5 separate regions of the Sus scrofa genome follow, and all the other regions are linked to region 1. A link is a contact called in public Hi-C, HiChIP or PLAC-seq and promoter capture Hi-C data. All regions are on one chromosome and are shown on one strand. The core of a region is the stretch at or near the end of the contact, and the rest is flanking DNA. Distances in the headings are between cores, read along the strand shown.

Region 1 (2,700 bases), core at 108-2,607:
TGAACACTGAGTGGGAAGCAAAAGAGCTAAAGTTATCCTTGAAGATCATATAAGTAGACCTTAGGTAGATCTTTTGGTTAAGTGAAATAACAAATTGTTGTCTACTCCCAAATCCCCCAGAAATCGACCCAGGTCTTCTCTTTCAAAAGGGCTGTGGTGTTACCATTTTTCACGCTCAATTCAGATTCACACCAAACAGAGACCAGGTACACCTGAGCCCGCTTCACGGCCTTTTATAAAATCAGAACTGCCCATTAGTCTCATCTAGGGCCAGAGGCTTCTTCTGACTGCAGGCCAGCTATGGAGCATAGGCCTGCGCCGGCCTAGGAAGGCAGCTGCGGGGGCTCGGGGTTCCAAGCTGCCTGGAGCTCCGGGGGCCGTTACTTCGGTCTCGCTCCCGCAGGCAGTGCCTTTCAAGTCACCCCCCGAAGGGCCCCGAGGGCCCCAGCTTGGCGGTTCAAACTAGCGACTGCACGCCCCTCGGGGTTCGCCCGGATCATTCCAAGGCTACTTCGGCGCAGAGCCGAGAAGGGTCTCACTCCCAGGCGGCCAGCTTCCTCGTGAGCCGAGCCGCCGCGACTCCTGCGCAGCATCTCAGTCCCAGCCTGCAGCTGCCCTCTGCCACCTCCCATCCTTCTTGGATCCGGCTACGGGTAAAAGCCTCTGAAGTGCCTCCCCGCTCCCAAGGCAGAGTCTTGACTGCAAAGCCCGAGTAAGGAATATCATAGGGACAGGCGACAGAAGTGTGACCTAAACTCCCTGCGTTATCTATCTATCTATATCCATCCATTCTATCAGTCCATCCGTATATCCACCCTTTCACATCCCAACGCTAAGATTATAATTCCGTAATGAGAGCGTGATCGCGGTGCCGGAAACGCGTTTAACTGAAAAAGCTAAGTAGGACCCTTTTCAGATAAGACAGTATCTTTGCTAGAAATAATAAGACAGATTTAGTTGCTAAGGTCTAGCTTCGCTAACAATGTTGAACGGTGGACCTTTTCTAGAAATTGAATGAGCTAACGAGAAAGTTCTAAGGTTTTGGCCAAAAAAAAAAAAATCGTTCATATTACACTGTACGCCAGAAATCACGTACTCATGTTTACCTACCAGCTAAAAATGTACAAGGGATACATAGTTCTTCGGAAATCTTTTAAGCAGTTCTCAAGCAAAAAAAGAAAAAGTCTAGCCTAATCACACCTTCCCCCTCATTACCCTACTTCGCCAAGCTCGTAGGCAGGCGGAGTCAGATCTGGGCACCAGGAAGGAGGAAGGGAAAGTGGGGGAAGGGGCGGGGGGGAAAGTGCTGGGAGCAGTGAAAGCCGGAAGTGAGCGGCTAGCGAGGCATCTAGGGGCGCCCTGTCCGGCGGCGCTCTAGCCTCCGCGCGGTGTCTCTATGCTCCCCCGCGTCTAGTCTATTTATTGTCGCGGGGAAGCGGCGGCCGCCCCGTACCCGGAACAACAAAGCGAGAAAGACGGAGCCCGAGCCTTGGGGGCTCCTAGCAACGGGCCGGGGCGGGAGTTCCATGGAGACTGGGGAGCGCGCCCGCCTCATCATCATCCTTGTCCTCCAGCTTATCCTTCGCGTCCGCCGAAACCGGCAGCAGCGCTGCCGCCGCGTCCTCTGCCGCCGCCCGCTCTTCCCACGGTAACCCAGTCGGCGACTCTGGGCGGGGGGAGCGCGGGCGACCGGGCGGCCTGAGTGCCGGTTGCGGGGCGGGTGTGTGCGGAACCGGAGGCAGTGCTGCGGGTGGGGTGTGCGGGGGCGGATGCCTGGAGGAGAGGAGCTCAGATGCGGGAAATCAGTCTGGGGTACGAGGGAGGCTCCAGTACTTAGGAAGACAGGGTGATATTTGGGGATCTCATCAGGGATAACGGGGTGGGGGTGGGGCGTCACTGCCTAGGAGCGTTATCCAGCGGAGTAGAGGATAAGAAAAGAGGGGTTTTGTTTTTCCTCTTAAGCCACCACTGGGAAAGATAGGAGAAGGGAGATTCCCCATCTGTGGAGCCCTCACCCAGGAGCACAGAAATCGGGCAAAGATGCTAGGGGTCCGTTGCTTCCCAGAAAACTTCCAGCGGCCTCTCCCGCGGCGGGAAGGCTCCCAAATTACATCTTTGTCGGTTCCTGGTTTTGGCAATGCAACAGCCCCGTTTAATTTTATTATTATTGTTATTATTAGTGGTAGTATTAACCAAAATTAGGCTTGATGAAGAAGGATCCGGAACTGAGCAAGGTAAAATGAAGAGTAGGTAGGGCTAAGCAGGGTTGAGAGTCGGGATTTAGCGCATAATGATTGCCAGTAAGAGCCCTAAAGTAAATTTAATTGGGAATGATGGTTTTTAAACTCCTTCTGCCGCGATGTGCATCTGCGGGCGCTGCCAGTGTTCTCGTTGCAATAGGATTCAGGCTGCAGCCAATCCACATCTGTGAGCTCTCTGACTGCATCTGTCACCTGCAGTTCCAAAGCAACACTGGCAGTTAACCAGCGTGGGCTTGTGTATATAGGGTTAAGAACAGTGCTTTAAAATTGGCTCAAGGAAAGAAAAGGAAACAAGCTTGGTGTGATTTTTTGTGTGAAGAAACAATGACAGATTCCCTGGGGAAATTGAAAAAGAGAAATATGAGAAGGTTCAGCTATTCTAGCATAATCTGCAGTCTCTTTGCAAGTTTGAGAATATGGTAGTTCATTCAAATACAGA
Region 2 (2,700 bases), core at 88-2,587, 880 kb after region 1:
TGTTTCACCAGAATTTAGCATACTTGTCATTTTTCACTTTGGACAGGACTCTGAGACAAGGGGGACTGGAAAACACAAAGCTCCGTGTCCCACATCTATCCCAGGTCACTTGAAGCAAACAAAATTGTGGGTTACAGTTTAACCAACAAATTAGCCAATATTTGCAAACTTTAATCCACAAGTCTAAAGGTTTTTTTAATGCAAGACAGATTTAAAATATTATTAACAATAGATAAATAATGCTTAGTTCTTTAAAAATTGCATATAGTACTTATTTATATATACAAAGGCTACAATTACCTTTATCTCTTAAAATCAGTTCAAATCCTTTAGGCTTTAGATGAGTGTACCTATATCAGCCACATTTTTACCCAGATATATTTACATTCTCAATAGTTATATAGTTATGTAGTTTTGATAGTTATATATTTGATAACTCTCAATAGTTACATATTTAGTTGAGTTTTGATAGTTAGATATTTGATAATTATCTAATATATCTCAAATATTTTACAAAATTCCTCAACAACATTCATTCTACATTATTGACAAAAAGTTTAATAGGTGTGCCGTTAAGTTCTTTGAGTAAGAAAAATAGTGGCAGTGTTAAATTTAACTCCAAAAATATATGGGAATTTGATTCTGCATGTCATCATTCAAATGATTGATTTTCCCTACTAGAAAATTTTGAAGACATGAAGAATTATTAGAGGATAATCTAAAATAAATCCCTGAGTTTTAAAGTTCTGTCTATTTTCATGAAATAACACGATGTTTTTGAAACCCATGAATAGAATGGCAAGTTTAGGCAACACTTAGTAGAGAAAAGAGAGAGCTTGATAATACTGATGACTCTTACAAATAATACATTTTACTAGCCCACCTTTAAGGCGTGTCTGAGAAATGTGGCTGCATGTTAGGCTACCCAGATTAGGATCTGCTTCTGCATATAGGAACCTGAGGTTTGTTCCGTGTATTATACATACTCAGTTACGAATAAGCCTTCTCAGAACTAAAATCTCCAGCTCATTTTTACCACTCCTACCTCTTTTCTCAATCCCCTCTGCTCCTGGAAAATTCAGTCACCAACTGGCTAAGCGCATTCATCTTCTCTGCGCTGATATACTCACCTCCTCTTTCCCACTGTTTGGTACCCGGCAGTACACGTCCCCTGTGGAGGGGTCATAGGAATCCAGATAGGAGTTACAAGGTAAAAATTTCCCATCTATGAAGTTTTCCAGCATCCAGGGTGCCCTCGTTCCAGCCATAGTTAAAGGACCCGCCTGCCTCTCCCCTCGGCGTTGTCCCTGCCACCTTTCCCACCCCCGGCTTAGTCTCCTCCTCGCTCCCAGCCCCCGTGCCCCTCATTTGCCAACCAGTGAAAGTGGGAGGAGACCTGACATTCTCCGAGAGCATTTCAGTCTTGTTTGTTTGTTTGTTTTTGTTTTTTGTCTTTTTGCTTTTTGGGCCGGAACCCCCTGGCATATGGAAGGCTAGGGGGTGAATGGGAGCTAGAGCTGCTGGCCTACACCACAGCCAGGGCAACGCAGGATCCGAGCCGCATCTGTGATCTACACCACAGCTCATGGCAACGCTGGATCCTTAACCCATTTCAGTCTTCAAGCTCTGAATGAAGAAAGTTCTCAAGTATTTCCCAGTCATTCAGTACATTATGAGAAATGGATAAAAACATGCTAAACTAGGAGTTTCCATTGTGGCTCAGCAGTAATGAACCCAACTAGTATCCATGAGGATGTGGGTTCAATCCCTGGCCCCACTCTGTGGGTTAAGTATCTGACACTGGTGTGAGCTGCAGTGTAGGTCACAGACGAGGCTCGGGTCTAACATTGCTGTGGCTGTGGTGTAGGCCAGCAGCTACAGCTCCAATTCAACCCCTATTCTGGGAATCTCCATATGCCACACATGCGGCCCTAAAAAGAAAAAGAGAGAGAGACAGAGAGAAAAAGCATGTTAAACTAACATCAGCTTATGCGACCCTTTAAAATGGTCAAAAGGCAAGTTCCCTGGTGGCTTAGTGGATAGGATCCAGTGCTTTCACTGCTGTGGCCTGAGTTCAATCCCTGGTCTGAGAACTGAGACCCCACATCAAGCTGCTGCACGCCATGGCCAAAAAAATAAAAAATAAATAAAATGGTCAAAAGGCATCTGTGTATATCATTTTATTGAAACTATTCATTGTTCAAACACTGATTAAGTGCCAGGCCCTGAGGCAGGTCCTTTATATGAATTTACTCATTTATTCTGCACAACAATCCCATAGAAAGTAATGTCATTACTTCCCTTTTGTAGGAAAAAAAAAAAAAAAAAAAAAAAAAACTAGCCTCAGAGTGGTGAAATTTGTCCAAACATGCATAGTTGGTAAGGATGAACCTTAATCCTTTGGTCTCCAAATCATGTGCTTTTCCCTCAATGCATCACTGCCTTTAGCCCAGAGGTAGCTAAAGGCAGACTCTCACTCCACCGCTCACCAGCTGCTCTCTTCCTGGGCCTCCTTGCCCCTGAACCACCTCTCCATCTAGAAACCAGGGCTGCCGCCGCCACATCTTCCCAGATACGCCACGAAGATGAAGAAACCGGCCCAAACTATATATGACGCGTATAATACACCCAGGATTCATGGCCATGATGTAGGTAAGAATTTCTAAAAATTCAACAGGAAAGATAAGCAAAGGATATAAA
Region 3 (2,700 bases), core at 167-2,666, 990 kb before region 1:
TATACTGGGAAAAATTGCATCTGCCAAGAAGTATTTAATTTGACCACAAACATTAGAGCAGCAAGAATAAGTATTTTCATCGTTATAAACTCTGCAGGGCTTTTTTTTAAAGCAAAAAAAAAAAAAAAAACGCTCAATAATTAAATGAATAAGCAAAGTGAACTATTTTTTTAGGATGACTTATGGATGGAAAGAAGCTGGTTCAACACTTAAAAATGAACACTTGAAAGCTAAAAATGAACTGTATCAACTTATTAAAATTCCAGTATATCATTATTCTGGCTAACTCTCCCTCACACTCTTATTATGTGACTTATTTTTGTTATCTTCACAGTACTCAAGTTACCTGTCTCTGTTCACTGTATGCATAGTGCTGGCACCTATCAAATGCCTAATAATTGCTAACTAGTTTGGCACTTGTCAGGAGAATAAGTTTAAACAGGAGAAAAAGGACTGTGCCAATTACATTTGGCTGTATTTCAGATATTTGCGTTGGTGGGGAATGGCCCACCAATGTAACATTCAAAATGTTGCTTCCCGAAAAGTCAGAGTTAAAACTGGATTCCACTCCTAATTTCGCCAGTCCGGAAAGGCGAAATGAATGCCAGATTTCTCAAAGACCACGATTTCATCTCTATATTCCCAGACCCTGTCTCTACGTCTGCTACATTGTAGGTGTTTCAAATGCACCTGCTGAATCCCGATTTGGGCGGGAATACGAATTCAGGGGACAATTTAGTGTTTTTTATTTTTATTTTCAAACCCCAAACTTCGTTTAGAACCAACTGCGTTAGAAAACCATTACCAAATACCTGGCTGGCCAGACGTTCCAGTTAACAGCCGGCGGGAAAGTGGAATTTTCGATTTGCTTAGAAGTAACGAAAACGTGTTGACTTTCGTTTTATGAAAACGCACGGGCGCGCGCAGATCACCCAAAGAATGATAAATTCACCAGCATTCAGAGTGACTTAAAGAGCGAAGTGAGAGAGTGTGCTGCTCAGGGAAGGCCCATTAGTGGAGTCGAAATTACAACCACGGTGTCTTAAGCGTTAAAACTGGGGCTGCGATTGCTCCAGGACTCGGGGCCTTGCAAGACCACATTGGCAGGAGGGCTTGGCCCTTCTCGCGCACCGTAGGACGAGCTCTCTGGGCCTCCGTAGGCCCCACCCTCGGCGTGGAAAAACTTTGGGAAGCTGCCCGCGTTAGTGCCTGCTGCGTGGGCCTAAGACCGGCCGAGCAGAGTCAGAAGACTAGTAGGACCCCTGCCACAGAACCGCTTCAATCCGGAAACAGAAATTCTCGAGGCCCGGCACTGCTAAAGCCAGCTCTTCCCTGGGAGGGAGTGCACATGCGCATAGGGGTCCTGGGAAACCCTTAAATACCGTCATGCGGGAGCCTACATTCTCTTTCCCTGCCGCCGCCGAGTCGCGCGGAGGCGGAGGCTCGGGGTGAGTAGAGCAAGGCGAGAGTGGTGTTTGCGGAGTGTGGCTCAGTGTTTTTCAGATGAGATTGGCGATAAGTGTTTAGGTCTAAACCCAGTTTGTTAACCAGGATTTTCTTTTCTTTTTTTTTTCCTATTGCAGTGTGCTCAAGATTCGGTTCCACCCGTAACCCACCGCCATGGCCGAGGAAGGGTGAGCTCAGGGTTGGGGTGGCGAAACGGGCGAGGCGCGGGCCGCGAGCCCGCAGCGTGGGTTCTGGGTTTGCTGTGGCGCTCTACGCGGCTATGATCTAATCTCGCCAACGACTGTTTTGTCCAAAGCATTAGATGGTGTGCGGAGGTTTTTTGATTTTTTTTCTTTTTTTTAACTCTTCCGTGTTAGCATTGCTGCTGGAGGTGTAATGGACGTTAATACTGCTCTACAAGAGGTGCTGAAGACCGCCCTCATCCATGATGGCCTAGCACGTGGAATTCGCGAAGCTGCCAAAGCCTTAGACAAGTACGTGTATCAGTCTCAATACTGTGGGGTGTTGGATCTGGAACAAAACTGCAGCCAAGGGAAGAGAGCGTGAAGTTCATGCTGTTAGCACAAAAGTTGTGAATGGCATCCGTTCTACAGGAAACCTAGGAAAAGGTATAAACTTAGATCTTTTAACGGCCCACTTAAAAGGGTGTAGGTTTGGAGTGGGGGTGCGCCCTTGCTTCTTAAAATGGAACTACAGCGTTTGAGTGATGACTTAAATTGTCGGATACCCCTTCACTCTTTCCATGAGTGAAATCTAATAGTCTGACAAACCTGTAGGTTGTGGGGCTATTAATGCACTGTTAACTAGGGAATCCATAAGAACCTTCATTAATACATGTAGATTTTGAACTATTAACATGGCAGAAGTACCTGGATTTTTAGGTGAACTCAATAAGTGTTTTAGCTGTAGAGGTCATTGTGAGTGTGGGACATTTATAAATTGGTTAGGTTTTTGGAGTGGTTACATTGGCAAAGCAACTATTTAATTGAGGTGAATTTAAATGATCTTTAAGGGTACTAAGATGTGTGAGTTTCTGTTCTGTTAATTGTAGTACACTGGCCAGTTGAGTCCAGTGGAAATAGCATTCCTTGTTGGAAATACCTGGTATGGATTTCCTGCACTATTTGTACCTTGACAATACTGAGCAGTGTTACTGTCTGGGTTAGTAATGGGTAACTAATGAGTAAGTTAGTTTTTACATACAAACTTTATATTATTAATTACTGAATCAGA
Region 4 (2,700 bases), core at 36-2,535, 970 kb after region 1:
TAACATGTGCCAGGCTGACTGGATCAATGTATCCAAATGTAGCACAGGGTGTTAGCTGCCTCTCACTATGATTAGTGCACTCTGATGTTCTAGAATAATCTGCTACTAGTATCAGTAACAACCATTAGTATATACTAAACACATTTTATGCTCTGCACTTTACAAAGTGATAGGTATTTCTTTTGTATTCAATCCATATGTTTACAGTTTGTATGATGCTTGGTGATGCTTATAGTTATCCACTGCAGAGAAGTTGTGCTTGTCCCAAACGAATTCTCTTTTTAAACTCCTAGACAACCTTCACATTTTTTTTCTTTTGTTTCACCTTTAAAATCATTAAGTTCTTTTCGAGGCCCCCTTTCTTTTAGTACTGCTTACTGTTTTTTTTCCCCAAAAAATATATGTTGAGCATGACCAATCAAGAACTAAGTACACACCTCAACATCATCCGATCAACTTACTCTTTGGGCCTTTTTAATATGTGTTTTCAACCATCTCCTAAGTTTCCAATTTAATTTGAAAAGCATAGAAAATAAGCTAATCTGCTAACTCAAGCCAGGTTTTGCACTAAATATCTATAAACAAACACACAAGATTTATCACGTAAATCTAACAGTTACAGCTGAACGGTTGAATGTAAGCATTAAGTCAATCCATGTTCTACAAATAAGAATGTTTCACGGGCATTATTGAAAGGAGAGAGGGGAAGAGGAGCCTGAGGTAGTAAAGTGTGTAGCCGACCTGGGAGGAAACAATGGGAGAGGTGATCATGCTTACGTGCCTTAAGTATCACCACAACCTCATCGAATGTCCTTCCCATATGACGCCCTGCAGCACCTCCCCCGCCTTACATAAAAATCAATCCCGAAGGGCAAAAACCACGACATAAAACTATGCCATCTGCTGACACTCAAACGTCCAGTTATTGTCCACAAATTAGCCCCCTCTGAACCCCAGCCTGGTTCCAATAACGAGAAACAAACATACCAAGTAGGTGCCAACCCGCTGCGATCCCAGCTGGAACGGTTAAAGTGCCATCCCGGCATGACCTCGACACCTACCTTCATCGTAGTTATAGCCTCGGACATTCCGATGCCGGGCCATGACGGCAGAGAGGGCGTTTGCCACAGCCCCTTACAAAATACCCGCTCAGAGAGCGACAAGGCGCAGACTGCGGCCTGGAGAACACCTATACGCCATCTTGGCTTCCGGCCGGCCTCAGCGCTGAGCGTCTGCGCACGCGCAACGTCTTATCCGCGTACGGCAACCTCTCAGGGTCATGGCCGCCCTGAGGACGCATGCGCATTCATGCTTGTCCGGGGAGGTGGGCGTGACGCGTTTAGACTGCCCCACCCCCAGATAGGTTGGCCGGCGGGGCTCTTGAAAGAGCGGAATCTCACCTATAATTCGTTGGGTTAGAGCAAATGGTATGGGTGGAGGTTGTTTGAGGTAAGCCAGCTTTCCAGGTTATTTTCTAAATTTAATTTATGATAATCTAGTGAACAAGTTGCTCAGTAAGAGCTGGAACCTTGCCTTACCCAACTTCCATCTTTGGAGCCTACTTAGGCTCTAATGCACATTAACATATATTTATTTGGTATAAGTGATGCCAGAAATATGTTATCAGAATCCGCGTTCTTGTTCACGCAGTTCAAGAATGCACAGGCCACAGGCAAGCAAAGTTTTTATTACGGGAAAGCAAATCGCTCCCAGGACTGCTGGGACAGGAGGGGGGGTGGCTAAAAAGCCCCCTTTCTCTATTGTCCTATAGGGGTTTTTTATCCCTTAAAGGTGGGGGGTACCAACGTGGGGTCTGGAAAGTTGGGGTTTTTAATCCCATTGGCCTTGCTCAATTACCTTTTATCAGTCCTGATCCAGTAGGAGTTTTAGGGATGGAAATGTCCTGTAGGTCTCACGGTTTCTTTGCCCTTTTCTTCCTGTAAACTGAGTCACAAGGGATTAGCAGTTAATGTCCATCTGGATATAGGTACACTCCCTACAGTAAACAAGGCCTGTGGGGATGTTACACTCTGGAGCCCCTAAGCCACAAATGTTAATCAATAGCCTCAGCAATGAATGCACTGAAGCCCTTGCTCCTACACTGACTACCTGAGTTAGTATTCTGCCTCATAAGGATTAGTCTAAGCTTAGAGGGGGGGAAAAAGACTCTTTTAAAACAAGTATGTATGATTTAATTAAGATCCTGGCTATTATAGGAACCATGCATTTGTGTGTGTGATTCACGGTTTCCTATTCTATGCTCCACCCTGTATTAATACTACTAATAAACAACTGTCTGCCCTTAGCCTTGTAAATGGCATCATAAAGATGGCTTCGTTGAGCATTCATTGAACACAGTACCACGCTGAGTATTAAATATATCTTGTTTGACATAGCACTGGCCTTAAGTGGTGATGAGCATTAATGAATAAATCTATAAATGAAACTGACAGCACTAAGGGCCTGAACCTAGCCAGAACACAGATTGGGACTTGAACCCATGTGCCAGGACTCCAGCCCAGCCTAAACCTGGACTGGGATTTAAACCCAATGTTTTAAATTAGAATCACTCACCCTATGTCTAGACTCACTGGGGTCCAGGTCCTCATGTCTCTGTACAGAAGGAATTCAGCGAGAGACAAGGTGATAGGCAAAAAATAGGTTTATTAAGATAGGACACTAGTGAGAGATGCAAGCGGG
Region 5 (2,700 bases), core at 10-2,509, 850 kb after region 1:
CCACAGCTGCAGCACCAGATCCTCTACCCACTGTGCCTAGCCGGGGATCAAACCTAGGTCCCAGTGTTCCAGAAACGCCAACGATCCCCTTGCACCATAGCAGGAATTCTCTTTGCTCAACTTTAAACGTCAGGGAAATAGCTCAAAATTCTCTTGAAGAGATAAATAGGCTGATCTTCAAGTTTTTAACTATCTTGATGATTCTTCCATGCTTTGTTCCCAGGGATGTCTCAGGAAAATCGGATTTCTACTATTTAGAAATTCGTGCGCCTTTGCTGCCTGTTTCCCAGGGGCGGATCTTGTGATCTGATACGTGGACCCCTTGATGAGATACTGCGGGGAGAGCATTTGATGCCCGAAGGAATCCGCTCCCACGCAGGCAGCCGGCACCTGGTGCAGCGGCCAGGCAGCTCTCGTCATCACAGAAATTATACAATATCACGGAGTGCTCCCCACCCCCACCCCTGAGCATGATGATCGCCCCTGATAGGGGCACCTCCTGTGCTTGGAGTCTTCCAGAAAGGCGTTCCCACTCTCCCCCACCATTCACTGCTTCTGAGATTGAAACATTTGCATGGAGTACTCCTTTTACATAAAAACTCAAACTGTAATTAACAACTCCCCCCACTCCCATATCTTATCCTCAGTGAAGACAAGGGCCAGCTGCTTACTATCTGTGGGAGGGAATTCCAAAATACTTACCAGAATTTGCAATTATTTCCATTGTCCTGAGAATACCCTACCTCTTTGATACTTGTATATTTCTGTTGGTCCAGATCTGCCTCTACTTTTTGCTATGAGATCTTGGCAAGACAGTTAATCCCTGTGTGCTTCATTTGTCCACCTGGGAGTGGGAGAAAACTGTACAGGGCGACCTCAAGATCCCTGGCAACTCTACCTTGTTATGATTCAATGATTCCAACAGTTCTTACTCTTCCAAGGAGTATTTGGAGTATTCACTGTTTTGTTGGAAATCGTTGAGTCACACTGGAATGACAATTATATGAGATTGGAGTACAATGCTATCTCCTGAAATAAGACTGGACTGAGGAATGTGGATGAGGAACGCAATGAGGTGTGGGAGGGAAAGCTTAATCAGAGCACGGAGATGGCATATCCTGGGCCAACAGATGAGATTAGGCAAATGCCAGACCCTTGATAAATGGCCAGCTGCAATCAGAAACATGACTCTTCCCAGAAGAGCTACCTAGCATTCATTTGGCAGAAGTCTCAGCGTAGTGACGCCGATGCTTTGCACGGGCTGGATGAGTCAGCCGCTGGGGCGCTGACAAGCGGGGCGTAGAGATTGACAACGTGGATGCCTGGGGCTGTTAGACTAATAAAAAACAGGACACATTCCAGAAGTCTTACTTTAGACACCCATGAACAAAATGTCTTCCTTAAAGTACAGCCTGAAACCTTCATCTGCAGCGTCTGAAGTGAGGGACTCACCCCTGGGACATCTTAGAGGTAGATCCACCCACCATTAATGGGGGGGTCATAGGAAACTGTAGGCAACGCCAAGCAAAGATCCCAGGAGTGGCCAGGAGAGAAGGAATCCAAAGCAAAGGACCACAGGCTCTGGAGATCTCTTTAAAAAGTCTAGGCTCAGGCTTAGGGGGACATCCCATGAGGATGGCAAGCCTCTCACCCTCCCCACGTGGGAAGAAGGGAAAGAAGAGGTGAAGTAGGGGAAGGTTTTCTCCTGGGTCAACCTCTCCAGAAACTACTGAGCAAACTAGCAGGACCCAGGGCCCTGGAGGACATCTTCCATGGGTAATTTAGTAAAGTGTCCAAAACACTTTGACTTTACAAACTGAAAGCCAGTAGCAGATATTCAAATATTCAACGCATATAAATATTAATTGCAGCATCAAGTAGTACGTAAGGCCCATTACGATAAAAATGTGAGAGTTCCCTGGTGGCGCAGCGGGTTAAAGATCTAATGTTTCTGCTGTGGGGAGGGTTCAATCCCTGGTCCAGGAACTTTCACACGCTGAGCCTTCAACCAAAAAGGGAAAATAAAAAATTTTAAAAGATAGTAATTTAATTTTATGCTGCCAAAAATAGCCCTCCAAAAAAAATGATGGAAAAAATGATTCTTTTTACTTATACCCCTTTATTTTCCCAAGTCATGTTACATTTCAATTCGCTTCATCTTATCGTGACTTCTGAATAGTGTTTTGTTTCCTTTACTCTAAAATACATTTTTACATATCTAAGATCGTCCAGATTATAAAACATCTTTTTTTTGGCAGTGCCCAAGGCATGCAGAAGTTTTCCAGGCACCAGTGATCAAACCAGTACCACAGCAACAACCCAAGCCACTGCAGTGACAACACCCGGAACCTTAACCCACTGAGCCACACAGGAACTCTTAAACATATTTTTTAATCAGCATTCTTCAATCACTACCTATTGTCCACTGTGCTCTAAATTGGGCCAGTTCCTTTCTAGGCCTGATTTACAGCTAACAGTTTAAGACCCTTTTTCATCTTATTTCCGAGGCAGTTCATTGGATTCAGTTTTCCTTTTCCTGCACGCCACTCCCAAGTTATTCCAGGAAGAGTAAATAGGAGAAATTTTCTGAGTCATTGGGTATCTTATTTTGTCTTAATTCTTGAATAACAGTTAGCTTGCTATAAAATTTAGGTTCAATATAATTTGGCCTTAGAACTTTGAAGTTTTGCTCCACTGTCT

Evidence for each region. Promoter capture Hi-C pulls out the DNA fragments that hold promoters and counts their contacts. Hi-C and Micro-C count contacts between places; a contact is called where the count stands out from the background. HiChIP or PLAC-seq counts read pairs in DNA pulled down with a chosen protein or histone mark.
Region 2: a contact with region 1 is called in a Hi-C map of liver, with 8 times the contacts expected there. The contact joins the promoter of ALDH8A1 here to the promoter of TBPL1 in region 1. A contact is called at or near these places in 4 of 47 Hi-C or Micro-C datasets (embryonic fibroblasts, fetal skeletal muscle, liver and 1 more) and 1 of 2 datasets of contacts at active chromatin or transcription factors (alveolar macrophages).
Region 3: a contact with region 1 is called in an H3K27ac HiChIP or PLAC-seq map of alveolar macrophages. The contact joins the promoter of RPS12 here to the promoter of TBPL1 in region 1. A contact is called at or near these places in 12 of 47 Hi-C or Micro-C datasets (brain, embryonic fibroblasts, fetal skeletal muscle and 7 more) and 2 of 2 datasets of contacts at active chromatin or transcription factors (alveolar macrophages and skeletal muscle).
Region 4: a promoter capture Hi-C map of liver shows a contact between it and region 1, with 10 times the contacts expected there. The contact joins the promoter of HBS1L here to the promoter of TBPL1 in region 1. A contact is called at or near these places in 1 of 5 promoter capture datasets (liver), 2 of 47 Hi-C or Micro-C datasets (heart right ventricle and liver) and 2 of 2 datasets of contacts at active chromatin or transcription factors (alveolar macrophages and skeletal muscle).
Region 5: a contact with region 1 is called in a Hi-C map of adipocytes, with 3 times the contacts expected there. The contact joins the enhancer-like site here to the promoter of TBPL1 in region 1. A contact is called at or near these places in 3 of 47 Hi-C or Micro-C datasets (adipocytes, embryonic fibroblasts and psoas muscle) and 2 of 2 datasets of contacts at active chromatin or transcription factors (alveolar macrophages and skeletal muscle).

The regions. Positions count from the first base shown.
Region 1 is chr1:29,935,430-29,938,129 of Sscrofa11.1, reverse strand. It overlaps TBPL1 (TATA box-binding protein-like protein 1), which reads left to right and starts at 1,357. Exons shown (of 7, transcript XM_003121192.5): 1 at 1,357-1,648.
Region 2 is chr1:29,059,319-29,062,018 of Sscrofa11.1, reverse strand. ALDH8A1 (aldehyde dehydrogenase family 8 member A1) reads right to left here and starts at 1,337. Exons shown (of 7, transcript XM_021087621.1): 1 at 1,131-1,337. The coding sequence starts at 1,268.
Region 3 is chr1:30,922,108-30,924,807 of Sscrofa11.1, reverse strand. RPS12 (ribosomal protein S12) reads left to right here and starts at 1,416. Exons shown (of 6, transcript NM_214363.1): 1 at 1,416-1,448; 2 at 1,584-1,634; 3 at 1,824-1,940. The coding sequence starts at 1,621. It overlaps SLC18B1 (MFS-type transporter SLC18B1), which reads right to left and starts at 1,091. Exons shown (of 15, transcript XM_013988257.2): 1 at 813-1,091.
Region 4 is chr1:28,967,363-28,970,062 of Sscrofa11.1, reverse strand. It overlaps HBS1L (HBS1-like protein), which reads right to left and starts at 1,285. Exons shown (of 18, transcript XM_021087600.1): 1 at 1,062-1,285. The coding sequence starts at 1,104.
Region 5 is chr1:29,083,215-29,085,914 of Sscrofa11.1, reverse strand. ALDH8A1 (aldehyde dehydrogenase family 8 member A1) reads right to left here. Exons shown (of 7, transcript XM_021087621.1): 7 at 2,100-2,700. Among named protein-coding and RNA genes, the nearest start is that of ALDH8A1, 24 kb to the right of the region's middle. Within about 2 kb of position 1,259, at least 18 of the 83 cell types and tissues checked have an H3K27ac peak or open chromatin away from gene starts, as enhancers often do. A contact at or near this core is called in embryonic fibroblasts, where this site is marked.